Linked DNA regions of Xenopus tropicalis: region 1 is linked to region 2. The links are chromatin contacts, called in public Hi-C maps. All regions are on one chromosome and are shown on one strand. The core of a region is the stretch at or near the end of the contact, and the rest is flanking DNA. Distances in the headings are between cores, read along the strand shown.

Region 1 (7,364 bases), core at 1,766-4,265, 85 kb after region 2:
TTTCATTTGCAGTTACATTTACAAATAACTTTAACACCAATTAAAATATTACATGTATATACAGTATATATTGGAAAGTTGCTTAGAAAAATTAATCAGTGAAAATGCAAACTGTGAGGCAAATGGCTGCCGTGGTCTGGAGTGAAACAATGCAAATGTGGCCAAGCAGCTAACATGTTCCTTTCAGGTTTAATACAGTGGATGGATCCTGGCTTTATTCAGTGCTGGCTAACCTTTGGGCTGCCAAACTGACCTCTAACCCCATGTAGCAAGTTATTAGCAAGGTCACTGCCTAAACAGGTCAGACAGCCTGGAGACAGGGGGAGCCATGTACCACCTCACAGTTGGGTTATCGATACAATGCATCCGTTGTAATGACTCCACCACACCCTGCAGGTTAGAAGGGATACTTGTATTTCTCATCTTCATGGGCCCTCAGAACAATGAAATGCAGGGAGCAGTGTTTTGCTTATCTTAGGCTAATGTAACATGCCAGTACTACCCAATGATGCCCACCTCTGCAGACAATGTATTTAATGGTATCCACCCAGCACTAGGCATGTGGGGAGGATTTTGGTTCAAAAATTCACACTGGAGCTTTTGAAGACCAAAATCCGCCTCCTGTGCATGATTTTCCCGTGTTTCGTTTTGCAAATATCTCATTGTGACAAGACAATGTCTTTTTCTCCAATTATTTTATTAAAGTGTTAATAGTAATGTATGAGCAGCCATCATTTCCTATTATGCATACTCCACGCATTTGCTTATATGAGAAACCGGGCCAATCTACAGTGCCCAGCAATATAAGGGGTCATTAAATAACCACACTGTAGTTGTGGGCTCATAAATTTCCCTGGAGTCAGTTGTGCAAAAAAAGATATTCAATACAGGTCTTTGCATCAACTGCTTTCCTCCTGCCTTCTGTTTTAAATCCCCCTGTGAAAAAAATCTTCAGAGGGGCCACTGCCCACAGCCTGCCTGCCCACAGCCCTCCTTTCCACCTGCCCATGTTCCTGCTCCCCAACTGCAGATTCTGACTGGGGAAGGGGGATTTTAAAACTATTTTTTAAATTTACTTCCTAACTATAGAGAAAGCAGACCCTGTGGTTGGGGAGCACTGTCTCTCAGGCCTCACCGCGACTGTGGGGTCTGCTTCCTCTATAGTTACGCCGCTGATCAACTAGACTGGAACTCCCCCTAGCAAATGCAATGATGCTGGAATTCTGGGAGAAAAAACCCACTGAATTGTGGGTAAAAAACATGCCAATGGTCTTAGAAAATTGCACTTTGCACACGGTGGGTGTGAAAGCAAATGAACCCTAAGGACTTTCCTTGCTTAAGATCTGGACCCCAAGTTGTATAATTTTGAATACTGCAAAAAAAGTGTTAAAAAAAAATCTATAATCATGGAATCTGAATGTCTTACATGGGCAAAACTCAGGAGCACAAACACTCTTTAAGGACTGCAACCCCCCCCAGTATTGTGTATATTTAGAAAGGGTATTAGTGGTGGCAGCCAGATGAACCCCCAGCAAATGACAGGAAGATGAGAGATAAGGAAAGGACAAAACTGCTATTTTCAGTGCTGCATTATGCTACTGTAGTCAGCACCCAGCACCCGTATTTAAAGCAAGCTCCCAAGCGCACAAGCACATGGCATTAATGAAAGGGCACATTGAGAAACCAGGATATTCAGGATATTGCCACAGGCCATCAGGCAATTAGAGCCCAGCAGGTGCAGACAGAATGAATAGTAGTTTGTGGTTTGTACTCATAGTTCTTGTGGCTTCTTTATATTCCCAGGATTCCCGGCTGCTGACCGAGGTAACATCAGAGGAGATGTACTGGAGCAAACGAGACAGGGATTGAGTGGCTCAGCAATGTCTGGGCTCATGTTCCGGCTACAGCAGCTGTAGGAATGATCTGACCCAGTATAACACATGGATCGGACTCCCATGCCTTCCTGGGAGATCTCACATAACTCTGTGCTACCTCTGGGGAAAAGATCCCTGCATAGCCAGCCTTCACAGCACATTTTATGCCACTGGCCTCTAATACCCCCAATAATACAGTATTATATAGTCAAAACCCAGAACAGAGAACCCCAATAAATAGGTTGGAATGGAAGGGGGTACCAAGGGATTCCCAGTACTGATCTTTGAACACATGGGGCTCAGTGAAAAGGGTGGGGGATGTATAAAGCAATAGTGCAAAAATATTTTTGTGCCCCTAGAAGATGGGAAGATGAAGTTCCTACCTGGCAGGGGGTGGGGACCCTGTAAGGGAAGAGTTAATTACAATAGGATAAGACTGTAGATATTGAGCAGACTTAAGCTGGCCATCTGACGATGTTTCGTGCGACCATCGGTCGCACGAAACATCGTCAGATCCACCACACACCATTCAGGGCTGAATCAGCAGGTAAGGAGGTAGAAACAATAGGATTTCTACCTCCTTCTGCCGATTCAGCGCTGAAGGCAGATTTTGGTCAGGTGCCTTCTATGGCGCCCAATCAAAATTTTCCAACTGGTCCGATCGGCGAGTCGGCCGATATCAGCAGCCTCCTGCGATATCGGTCCACTCGCCGACATACCATACACGCACCGAATATTGTACGAAACGAGGTTTTGTACGATATTATCGGTGCGTGTATGGCCACCTTAAAGCTACTATGGAGTGAGAGTGTGGACAGTGCCCTATAGACAGGTATTATTATTATTATTATCAATATACTGTATATATTCGCCAATATATTCCACAGTGCTATACAACGACTGATCTCCCCGATATGACATCCCACCAGCGAGGATGTAAATCGTTGGTGGGATGGCATACGCGACGCCGACGATTTTCCGAAATCGAAGAGGCAACTTCCGCGATCCATGAATTTCTATGGTATATTTTTTTTTAGTTTGATTTATTTTTATGTTATTATTTAACTGCAAACACAACAGCTGAAGCAGAAGATCAGAGGCTTCCCTATCAGCCGCAGAGGCAATTGGTGCCCCTACAGGTCAGAAAGGTTAAGTGCAGGAAATCTGTGGCTGGCTACATCACTTCAATAGGGCTGCCAAATCATTAGTGCTATAAGCCAGGCCTGGACTGGCATTCTGTAGATTCTGGCAAATGCCAGAGGGGCTGCTGTAAGATGCCATAGGCAATCACTATTTATTGGGCCGGGGGGGCTGTTTGGGCCTCTGTGTACTTGAAATGCCAGGGCCTATTTTGTATCCCAGTCCAGACCTGTCATAAGTTGTTTTTTACCTTGTAAAAAAGGTACTTGTGTGTTCAGCATTCCCTGTGTCCATCATCTCTCAAATACTTTCTTAATAAAGAAATTTTGTAAAAAAATCTATATTTATGACTAAGGGATGGGCCTTTAAAGAAAAAAAAGGGTCTCTAGGCTTATTATATTTAACTCTGTTAAAAACCAAATACAATAAATGGAGCAAAGGTATTTTCTCTTTCTTGGTGTTAGCAAGGGTGATATACAGAATATGTGGCCTCAAGGACTTCTCAATCTTTTTTTTCCATATTTATGTAGCAGACACTAGCTAGTAGGGTTGATTTATTATCCATTATCCAGATAGCTTCGAAGTACAGGAAGGCCTTCTCCCATAGACTCCCATACACTCCATTTTAATAAAATAAACATGATGAAATGATTACCTTTTTCTCTGTAATGATAAGATGGTACCTTGTACACGAGGGTAACTAAGCTTCACAAATCCATATTGGTGGCAAAACAATCCTATTTGGTTTATTTCATGTTTAATTGTTATGTAAAGTATGGCGATCCAAATTAAGGAATGACCCCTTATCCAGAAAACCCCAGGTCCCAAGCATTCTGGATAACAGGTTCCATACCTGTATGAACAAATGGCAAATATCTGTTGTCAATCATATAAATCTCAAGTTTCTCCTCTTATGTAATAAAAGGCACTAAGTTTGCCCAGGAGCAGTAACCTATAGCAACCAATCAGCAGTAAGCATTGCTAGTAACCTACTTAAAAGCAAGCATCTTATTTGTTGCTATGGGTTACTGCTCCTGGGCAAATTTAGGGAATACAAATGTTGGGTATGCGTGAATGCCGACAGTACTAAGTCACTTTGCCTACGTGGTGCCTAAGTACTGGGAGAAGGAACAGAGTGCAAGGAGACACAACTGTAACTCTCCATGTGTGAGACTGGGACAGGGCAGCTGAGAGGCATGCGTGTGCTCATACAACACTGTCACGGGTTGCGTGTCCCCCCACCTGCATGTTTTAGTTGTACCACATTTACTGGTTTATACAGATTTCCTGGATTTATTTCTCAGGGAGATGGGTTTCATTTAACTGCATCATAAATTACAGAATAGAAGTTAGCAGAGGAAGGAAATGTTTCAGTCTAGATTTCCATCGCTTTGCAGATAAGGCAATAGTTTGTTCACCAAATATTCAATTAGATTTTTCTTTTTTTTGGTGGAAGTTAAAGGGGAAGATCAACATTAGCTCAATAATTAGGGCTTGTGCTAAACATATGTTTTGCTTATTATTTCAATCACATCAATTCTTGTGTTGGGCAAACAGGAAAATTAAAGCTACTCCATGGTTTTGTGAGGTTGATAATCTCACTGCATAATGGACTCCTGCTAACAAAACAGTCACAAGAATGGCTGAATGGAGGAGGTTGTAAACTTGTAGTCTCAGAAGGAACAAACATGGAGTAGCTTCAGTTTTGGTGTTTGCGCTGTTTATCTTAGATTTTTAATGATTAAAACATAGATACCAATGTGCTATTAGCCTTAAAGTTATAGGCCTGCCAGACTATTGCTCTTCTGTTAAAACTCCAACCAGAACATAATCCAAATGCCCTAAGGCAGAAAGTCCCAAATTGTGAGGCTTTCCTCTAGAGGCCAGAAGCAGTGGTTGAATGCTCAGTGTAAAGGCCAGGTAGGGTAAGCTTTAGGTTGAATCCTAATTTGATGTTCTTCATATTACTTGAAGCACAGAGTAAAGGACAAGCAAAGCAAGGTCTGGGGTGAATAAATGCTGCCCTGAAAATGATTGCATCTATAGCAACATGACTTATTGTTAGTGGTTTCCAATAGCTACATAGTCATTCTGTATCACAGTATCACATTCATATTTATTATGTATCATGAGCAATAGGGATGGAGAGAGGGTGGGGTGAGTAAAGCGCAAGTGATTTGTAGTATGGGTGTTCAGAGGTAAATGTTAGGTGGGGGCCTATCAGATATTTGGATTGGTGCCGTGGGTCTCCAGTTACAAAGTGTCATAATCACAATTTAAGAATGGGGGGGTTGAGAGGCTACAATGCAAATCCATGTGCAATGATACAGAGTCTGGGCAGATAGAGAGGGAGAAATGTATGAGCGGGATCTGTGCTTAGTTGCCAGTTTTCCAAGGTGTCTATTAGTATTACACCAGATATCTAATTATTGCATAATTAATGCTGATTAATGCCATTATTCACATGTACTTTTTGCAATAAAACAAAACAAAATCAGTTGCAGCCGTTTCCCAAGTTCAGAAATAACATTATTGCATAGCCACTTTGCAGCGCCTAACAGGACCAAGCTGCTTAACACCTAAGGCCAATCTCTCTGCACTGAAAAATATGGCTAGGGTTTTGGGTTGCATTGAAATGTCATTTATAATTAAGTAACCTATAAATAAAAGAACATAAAATCCTATGAGTCAGGTACGATCCATTAAAAGCCTTTTACAGTCAGCTTAGAAGGTTTTGTGGGCCACTGCAGATCAGCTCACTGCTTAAAAATAAGATATTATCTGAAATCTGATGGAGAAATACCAATAAGGGACAAACAATAAAGGTAAGGGTGCTCTTGAGGGATGTCGATGCTGATGGTAAATGCACTTATAGATCAGCTTTGTGAGCTCTGAACTGACAGCAGTTTGCTTGTATAGTCAAAGCTGGAGTTATTGATAGGGGTCCTTCATAATTCAGAGAGGAGGACAATTCCAAGCTTGGACTGTTGGTGGGATGCTGGGAGTTAGGAGCTGCACAACAACAATGACTGGAGGGCTGCAGACTGGTCATCCCTAAAGTGTTTGCTGGAAATATCAAACATCTTCAATAGTGTAGCATTAGTCTAGAATAGTGATCCCCAACCAGTGACTCAGGGGCAACATGTTGCTCACCAACCCCTTGGATGTTGCTCCCAGTGCCCCCAAACCAGGGAGTTATTTTTGAATTCCTGACTTGGGGGCAAGTTTTGGTTGAATAAAAACAAGATTTCCTACCAAATAAAGCCTCCTGTAAGCTGATAGGGTGCATAGAGGCTACCTAATAGCCAATCTTAGCCCTTATTTGGCTCCTCCATGAACTTTTATGCTGCTTGTGTTGCTCTCCAAGTCTTTTTACATTTGACTGTGGCTCACGAGTAAGAAAGGTTGGGGAACCCTGGTCTAGAACATGCAGCTCGGACTGCAGGCACATGTGGAGGGTGTAAGTGTGCAGTGTGTGCAGGTTTCTTGCACTTTGTAAATTATCCATTATGGCTTTCTCTGGAAAAATGTTCTCTGTGTTTTGTTTAAACAGAAGGGCATTTTATCAGTAGCTTTTTACACAAAATCTGTTAATGTTCTTTAATAGCTGGATATGCAGAGAATCTCTTCCATGTTCTAAAACAACCCAGGCAAAGTCTTGATGTTGGTGCAGCTGAAAATCTTTGACTGTTGGAATATTGAAATGTAAAAGCGTCATCCAATTAATCTAAACAACATGGAGAAAAATTGTCTGGAAGGATGGGCCTTAATCTCACTAAACCACCATGCAAAACTTATACATAGTAACCCCAAATAGATTTAAAGCTGTTATTGCTGCAAAAGAGGTGCCTACAAAATAAAGTGGGGGGATTAAATACTTATGCATGTAGTTGCTGCTGAGATATAGCACCTCATTGCATAGAACAGAGTTTGCGCCAAACTCTTTCTTACTAATTGACAGCTTAATTAGTAAAGGGAAGTGTTTTGATAAATTGGCCAATTGATCTAGCACTTTCCTGATCGGGTACATGTTAATGAGTAATTGACAAGGGGACAAATACTTTTTCTAAGGTTGAAAGGGTTGGGGGCAAATTTAGCAAGTCGGAAATAGAAAAAACAATTGGGTTTTTCCCGGCACTAATATCATTGCTATTTGGGAGTCAGGAAGGAATTTGTTTCACCCCAAGAAGAAAACTGATAGTTTAAATGGCTCTGCCTGATGTTTTTTGCCAGTCAGTAGATCAAAGGAATATGGAAAGGAAATCTGGAAGTTGGAAGGTCATGCAGTATAGAGGGTTGTCCTAAAATAAGCCTCAAAATTGGTTATTTCCAGGCTGAAATGAAACTGCT
Region 2 (7,625 bases), core at 847-3,346:
CATAATTATGCGGCACAGCCCAGGTACAAAGGTCCTATAAGTGAACACTAACATTGCCCCACCTAGGGCAATGATTAAGGGCAAATGATTCTGCGTCACTGCTAGACTGAAGGGCAGACAGTGCGAGGCAAGACCAAGGGCCATCCTTAGCCAAATGAAAGGTGCTCTTTTATCAATAGCTCACCCCCAGCCTTTACACTGGAAATGACCCCCAAAGGAGAAGCTCAAATAATGCAGCAGGTAGGTGTATATTCCCTAATACAAACCCTACTGTAAGTAAACAGGCAGGTTGCCTGACATAGCACAGGGGCAGGGTGCCCCGAAAGGCTAAGAAGACTACATTCCATATATTTGTATTGTGATTTAGCAATTGACAAACTGGATTTTCCTTGTGGCCCAAATAACCCTGCATGGATAACAACAGGGGCACATTATGGCCTGACCACACAAACTTTATCATTCTGTCCCCCTCCAACAGAGCTACAAACCTCCTGGACAACCTAATGCACTTCACCTTGTGTGCAGTATTACCCTATAATGGCAGGTAAGGAAGCGGATAGTTTTCCACAGCCTACTGAAAGTCAGTCTTACCTTGTGTTTGCCCAGTATATATCTGTGTACTTAGATAAACGCAGGACATTCCTTATATACATTACTTGCATTTATACATGACCGGGAACAGCCACATTACTTGCATTAGGGAAATGACACACAGAGCTACTTGTAGCCAGCTACAAAATAGACAATACTGGCAAATGCCTCTATATGTGTTTTAGCAGAGTCAGTTCTCAGTATTGTCTATAACAGGGTATTTTCTGGCATTTTGTAGCTGCGACAAGTAGCACCGTGTGTCATAGCCCTTATACATGACCAGGAGTAGCCACATTACGTGCATGTAATTGACACAAATCCATATTTGCCAGATTTGTGACTACTGTTACTTTAGTCAAGCATGCAATATGGCAACTCCCACTCGATTATAGGAATTAATGTGCACATATTTAGCCAGAGGTTGTTACCAAGTTACTGACCCTAGTAACCAGGCAGTGGTCTGAAAATCTATGAGCGAAAGATATTGCTTTAGTTGCTGCATTACTGCTAGATTTACAAATTTGCCAGTAGCCATAGTAGCAAATAAAATAACTGGAATGTTACCAGAGTATATAGTAAATTAGAAGTTAGGTACCTACCTGCAATGCCTTGTAGCAGGCCACACACATTAAAAATGCTTTTCTTCATCACACTTTGCACGCACATAGTAAAGACAGACACAAACGCCACAATGCACAGGATGGAGATTCCCACTGCTAAAAAGATGGCAGTCGCCTGCCAGAACCCACTGGCAATCTCATTGAAATGCTCCGCATAGGGACCGCACAGGGTGTCCTTCCTAAAATATGGCACTTGAGGCATTTTGATGCAGCGTCCGTAGATGCCCAGGGTTGGCCGGTAAGGTTCCTGCTGGCCACCAGTCCTACTGTCACTGTCTGTGCTTTTGGCTTTGCCAATCAACCAATCCGCGCTCATGAATGCAATCAGCTCTCCGAAGGCCACCACAATACTAAGGATTGTCCATAGCATGGAGCGGCAGGTTACAATGACATGACACATGGTGAATGCCACTAAGCGCTGCCAAACTGGGGGGAAGCTGAGGTATAAAGTGGAACCAGATGGGCTGTTTGAGAGGGAACCCAATCTCCTGGTACGTTCAGCGGGAAGAAATAGTTTCTGGGATCCAGAGGGTGATTTGCAGTGGAGGAATCAGCTCTGCTCGTCTCAGCCCGCTCTGTACCTCTGTCCTAACACTCATACTGAAACATGATGCTACAGGGAGTCAGGGAGTTCCCAGGCGCTGCCCACATGGCTGACATCACAGACCTGCAGGGAAAGAGAGAGTGAGATGGTGAAAGGTGCTGACAGGACACAAACCCCCTTTATCACTGCCACTATCTCATAGAGAGACCCCTATCAGGGACTGGACAAACTTCCCACATCTCAGCTCCCAGCAGAGGCACAGGGAAGCCTACACTGGCTAATCTCCTATCCTGTTAGTGTAAGTACATGGAGCAGGGACTGCCTCTAGCTACACGGCTGCCCCCAGGGTGCCGCTACAGTTAGTGCTATTTTAGCAGCAGCGGGAGTTAGAGACCCCCAACTGACTGAGCCACAGAGAAACGCACAATCATTTAGCTTTGAGGGCTGCTTGGAACCAGGTGGGCTGTTTTTGGCACAGACACCCAGATCTGTTGTTTGTGGCCCTGGGATGTGCAGGAGGAATTGGCTGAGTGACACACACTGAGATCACTGCTTTGCATAAATAACAAATAGATCCGCTTGGAACCCAACGACAGCGCACAGCTAATTAACCTACTAGGGTAACACAGCAGCCAGCGAGGTGACAGTCACGGTGCCACAGGCTAATAACTTCCTGTTATTGTGAATAGTCGCCATGCCCACGCCAGTTATCACCATTCTGCACTCACTTCCTTGCGCTGATCAGCTCAGTTTGGCTACAGCAGCAACTTGTGCACTGGGGGACATAACGACTATATGCTCAAGTGTGCCTCATTTAAGCCTTCTGCCTGTTTTCTTTCTACCTTTTTAAGTAGAAGCCAAGGCATTGTGGGAAACAACTGCTTATTACTCCAGAAAAAAAACGCGATATATATATTTAGTTTTTCTGGGCTGTATAACTTACATTTTCTTCTGACACATAACAGATACACATTGTAAAACACATTAGACTGACTAATTATAAGCCACTATAAATTATATTTTTCTTTCTACTAGGTGCAGGAGTATCACTATGTATAGTAAGCATTCTTCCAGTTTGCCACTAGAGGCCGCCACTTCAGATCTGTGTGTGAATCAGTATGGTGGCTCCAGCTAATTAGGATAAACACAAATCTGCACAGATAAATAAGCCCCCCTGGGGTGATGCTGGTATTGGTTGAGACAACTGAATAATATCTAAATATTAAGAAATAAATTGATTTGGGGTTGTAAACAATGAGCAGTGTCGTTAAAGGGGTGGTTCACCTTTATGTTAACTTTAAGTATATTATAGAATGTCCTATTCCTAGCAGCTTTTCATTTGGTCTTCATTATTTATTTCATATAGTTTTATTAATTATTTGCCTTCCTCTATTAACACTTTCCAACTTTTATAAGGGGATCACTGACTCCAGCTGCCAAAAACTAGTTACTTGAGGCTACAATGTTATTGTTACTTTTCATTCCTTCTCTCTCTATTCAGTTTTTCTACTATTTATATACCAGTCTCTTGTTCAAACCACTCCCAGGTTGCTAAGATAATTGGGACCCTAGCAACCAGATAGCCTCTGAAACTCAGAGCTGTTGAACAAAAAGTGAAATAACGAACTACAAATAAAAATAAAGACAAATTGCAAATTGTCTTAGAATAGTACTCTCTACATCATACTAGAACAACCCCTTTAAGTGCCAGAAAAGAACGTGTCATTCTATTTGAAACCATTCTAATAATGTATTCCTACGTGGTTATACATAAGCTACATCTTTTTAGGTGCTCCCTCATAACATTAGTGGAAACCCACTATTAACAGTAAATACTGATCATTAGTAAGTGCAATGGCACATAGTAAGATTTGTTGCCCACAGTTAAATCTGCGCTACCGCAGGCGACATATCTCCCACAAATACCTAGCCCCTGTCTCCGTAATGTCCCACAGAGAGATTAGTCGCCTGTGATAGATCTCTGCTACAGCGGGAAAATCATTTTTTCTAAATGCCACTGGCAACAAAGGGAATCCGCTTCGGTTTTCTAGCCGAGTGGCGCAAAGTTTCCTCCTCAGGTGACTTTAAAAAAACGAAACGATGAGTAGGCCTTTGCACCGATGATTAACTTTTTTGCCAGTGGAAAGATATTTGGGAGAGATTAGTCGCCCACGGCAGCAGAGATCCATCTCCGTGGGACATTACCCCAACATTGCAGTCGCCACAAGTAAACATATTCACAATTAAGCCAGATCGCCACGAGAAACATGTATTACATGCAGCAATCGCAGTGTTAGCTAATGGCAAGGCAGTTTCAGGAGATTTGTCACATGCGGTACCACAGATTTAACAGTGGGTGACAAATCTCCTCATGTGCCATCACCTATGGGGCAACAGGCTGCCAACTGTCAAGAATAGTCATGCTGGCACCCAATGTCTGTCTGCATATTAGCACCTCTACAGTCCCCGGCGACCACAGGTTCTTCTGTATGGTAGTTAAGGCACTGAGAAAAATCTGGGAGATGTTCCAGCTCTGATTATAAGCAGAAGGCAGTTAGCAAAACTGTGACAAATTGCTCCCTATATGGCAAGATACACAAAGGAGGTTCCCAGATAACACTCACTGCGAACACTGCTGTCTGGGTCTTCTCAAGCCCTCCTTGCTACCAGTTGGGACTAGTTCCTTGCACATGTTGCACAGGCTACAGAGGAAAAAGCTGTCCTCAAAGCTCATTTGTCAGGCAGCCCTGTCAGTTCAGAGGTGTGCCATTAGCTGACGGCACTGGGGGCCCCTATTATGAATATCACGGCCTTTAGACCCCCCACATGTGGCCATAAAGCAGGTGGTTAAGTACAGGGCACCCTAGCACCTATCAGCACCCTGGCTTCCATGCTTTCACAAATAAAACCTCTGTTTTTGGTTTGGTTGAACTCCCCCGTTTCATGAATTAAACCAGTTAAAATGAGATATGGGCACACTTGCCTGCAGCACACCCAGGAACAAAGGTCACATTGACTCTACAGGGTGGGAACTTGAACATAACAGTTTCAATTTACACTTCTAATCATGTGAATACAACATCCCAGAAATCAATGGATCAGTGATGCAGAACCTTCAAGAACAAATAAAGCAAAAAACAGGCCAAACAAAGCAGACAATAAAACTATACCACAACCCTGTGTAGTATCTGGAAGATAACAAAGGAGCAATTTCCAGCATGCCTGTTCTATACAGCGCCCTGCAAGATTATTCAATTCCCTCACCGTACTCAGGGCCCTCCTTAGGGTAAGGACCCAGTCGCCTGCGATGGATCTCTGCTATTGCAGGCAACAAACCTCTCCAAAATGGCTTTCCACCACCAACAATAAGTGTCGCCAGTGGAAAGCATCGCTCTGGTTTTCGTCCAGATCTTGATCGGGCACTTTGATTTTTACACTGGATCAGGACCGCAGCAACGAGCCAATACGGTCCCTGATCCAACGTAAAAATCAAACCTGTCCGTTTAAGATCTGCCTGATTTCAGGCCAGATGTTGGTTAGAAAGGCCTGTCGTTGGTGCCTATGCCCGGCGTTTTAATTTGATCATTTGGCCAGTTATTTTGCTTTGTGCCGTAGAAATGATGCGCTTAGATGTCAGGATGGCCCCAACCTTACAGCCATACGGGAATGTGCGACTGTACAAACATTTGGCACTTGGTCTTGGAAATATTTTCATTTACCCTAACGTGTTTCACATGAATGTTGAAGTATTTTTACAGTTCTGAAGTCAGTTTATTTCACTTGTCAGCTGAGAATTATTGTTCTAATAACCCTTAATCCTTTAAACTAATTTTTGTCCTGTTATTTGCCAAAGAAAATATGAAGTTGAAAACGCCTTGGTGTGAAAAGCACTCCCGCACACGCAGCCTGTAAGGAGGCACAGCATATTGTCACCCCCTTGCCTCCCCTAATAAGGTTAACTGCAATTTCCCATCATCCTCTATCATCCAACTAAAGCTGGTCATACACTTAAAGGTCTGCTTGTTTGATGAGGTAGCCAAAGCAGCTGATCTTTCCCTGATATGCCCACCTTGAGGTGTTTGGCCCAAGGGTCAGATCACAGCGTCAGGCATACAAGCCATCAGGCAAGAACCTCATCAACAAGCCGATGCAGTGCTCATCCAATGAGATTTCTAAACCCAATTTTCGTCCGGATACTGGTCGGGAAGGCCCGGCAGAGGACCCCATACATGTATGGCCACCTTTAGGCCCCACATAGTTTAGTCTAAAAAGCTTTACTTGTAACAGCTACATGCACATAGAGTGCATTCAAATAATGGATCCCAGCTGTTACCACTTGTGCCTTTCACATGAATAACAGTGTGGCATTGGGCATCTCTGTGGCTTGAGCTTCTTTTAAGCACACCAGTACAGTAGTTTCCTGCACAGCAGCCAGCCACCATCATCTTCTTCTAGCTTGAAGTGGTGCCGACCCCAACCAACCATAACTAATCTCCCCAAATTGCCATCCCACCGGCGAAAATGTAAGTCGTCGGTGGGATGGCCCACGCTGCGCAGGCGATTTCGGCAAATCGCCGAAGTTGCCTCGCGAGGCATTTGTATGTATGTATAAAATGTATGCCGAAATCGCGCCGCCGCGTGTGCCATCCCACCGGTGGGATGGTAGTTCGGGGAGATTAGTCGCCTGCGAACAGGGGACTAATCTCCCCGTGTGCCAGAGCCCTTAGGGCAGCTACTTGTCACAGCTACTAAACACCAGAAAATACCCTGCCATAGATAACACTGAGAATTACCTCTGCTTAAACACACATAGAGATAGTTATCAGTAAATGATCAGCATTGTCTATTTCTGTAGTCACAAGTAGCTGCTATTAGTAGCTCTGTGTGTCTTCACCCTAAAACAGAAGATAACTGGCTACAGGTGGGTAAGGGAAATTATGACTAGTTCTCCCAGAGAGGACCACAGCAGTGGAACCACTACATGTGACATGAACCAAATATTCAGGGTAAATCTATAAAATACACATAGAGCACTCTCTTGAAAATGCCCCCAAGCTGTAGCAGACATACAATAAATCGTTTTTAGTGAATAGGATTAATTTTTTCTTATAGTCTTGAAAGAATAAAAGGTTCATTTGTATGCTCCCTTGGTAAAGTTCTTTGACAGCTGGACATTCCAAAAACCTGACTCTGATGCTGGAATCTGTTTGTTAGACAGGGGAAATCAGCCCGTGACTCACATGCACGGGTGGGTCGGTTGCAGTCGGAAAAACAGCACAGGGTTTGGGAGCATGAAATACAACACCAAATATATAAAAACAGTATGAAATAAAAAATAAAGTACAGGTATGGAATCTGTTATCCGGAAACCCATACATTGAGCAGATTTTTTATTATAATGGAGGCTGCCCATTCAGGTGGATTCACTCAGTGACTAAACTTACAGATGTTTCCCAGTGTTACAAATGCAGCTGTTAGTGGGGCTCATAAAATGGTTAAAGTGGTTGTCTCAGTCCTGTCACTGGAAATATGAGCAAAGAGTGGTGGCGTGGGTTCCTCCTGCCATGGAACAATGCAAGGGGAGTGGGAATAACAAAGACCTGTGAATGCCGCTCTGATTTCCAGGAAAATCACGTGTCAAGTTCCTGAACAGAGATGTTTTTTGGATTTTGCACACTGTGCAGTTAGAAGTATTGTGCCGGCAACTGGCTGAGGCACTACTGAATGGTCACTACTCAGAATAGCAAATTCAAAAGATACAGACTACTGGTTTAGTTTGTCTCTCATAATCTTCTTTATAATGCCAAAGGAGGTCTGTGTATTTGTTTCTCATCTGACTCATTCCCTCAGCAAACTATCCCAAGCATACC

Evidence for each region. Hi-C and Micro-C count contacts between places; a contact is called where the count stands out from the background.
Region 1: a contact with region 2 is called in a Hi-C map of neurula embryo, with 1.8 times the contacts expected there. The contact joins two enhancer-like sites. A contact is called at or near these places in 2 of 5 Hi-C or Micro-C datasets (gastrula embryo and neurula embryo).

The regions. Positions count from the first base shown.
Region 1 is chr1:185,755,141-185,762,504 of UCB_Xtro_10.0, forward strand. No RefSeq gene overlaps it. Among named protein-coding and RNA genes, the nearest start is that of lhfpl2, 32 kb to the left of the region's middle. Within about 2 kb of position 3,016, at least 2 of the 11 cell types and tissues checked have an H3K27ac peak or open chromatin away from gene starts, as enhancers often do. A contact at or near this core is called in neurula embryo, where this site is marked.
Region 2 is chr1:185,670,740-185,678,364 of UCB_Xtro_10.0, forward strand. It overlaps lhfpl2 (LHFPL tetraspan subfamily member 2 protein), which reads right to left. Exons shown (of 5, transcript XM_002940194.5): 4 at 1,191-1,878. The coding sequence starts at 1,611. Among named protein-coding and RNA genes, the nearest start is that of scamp1, 47 kb to the left of the region's middle. Within about 2 kb of position 2,097, at least 7 of the 11 cell types and tissues checked have an H3K27ac peak or open chromatin away from gene starts, as enhancers often do. A contact at or near this core is called in neurula embryo, where this site is marked.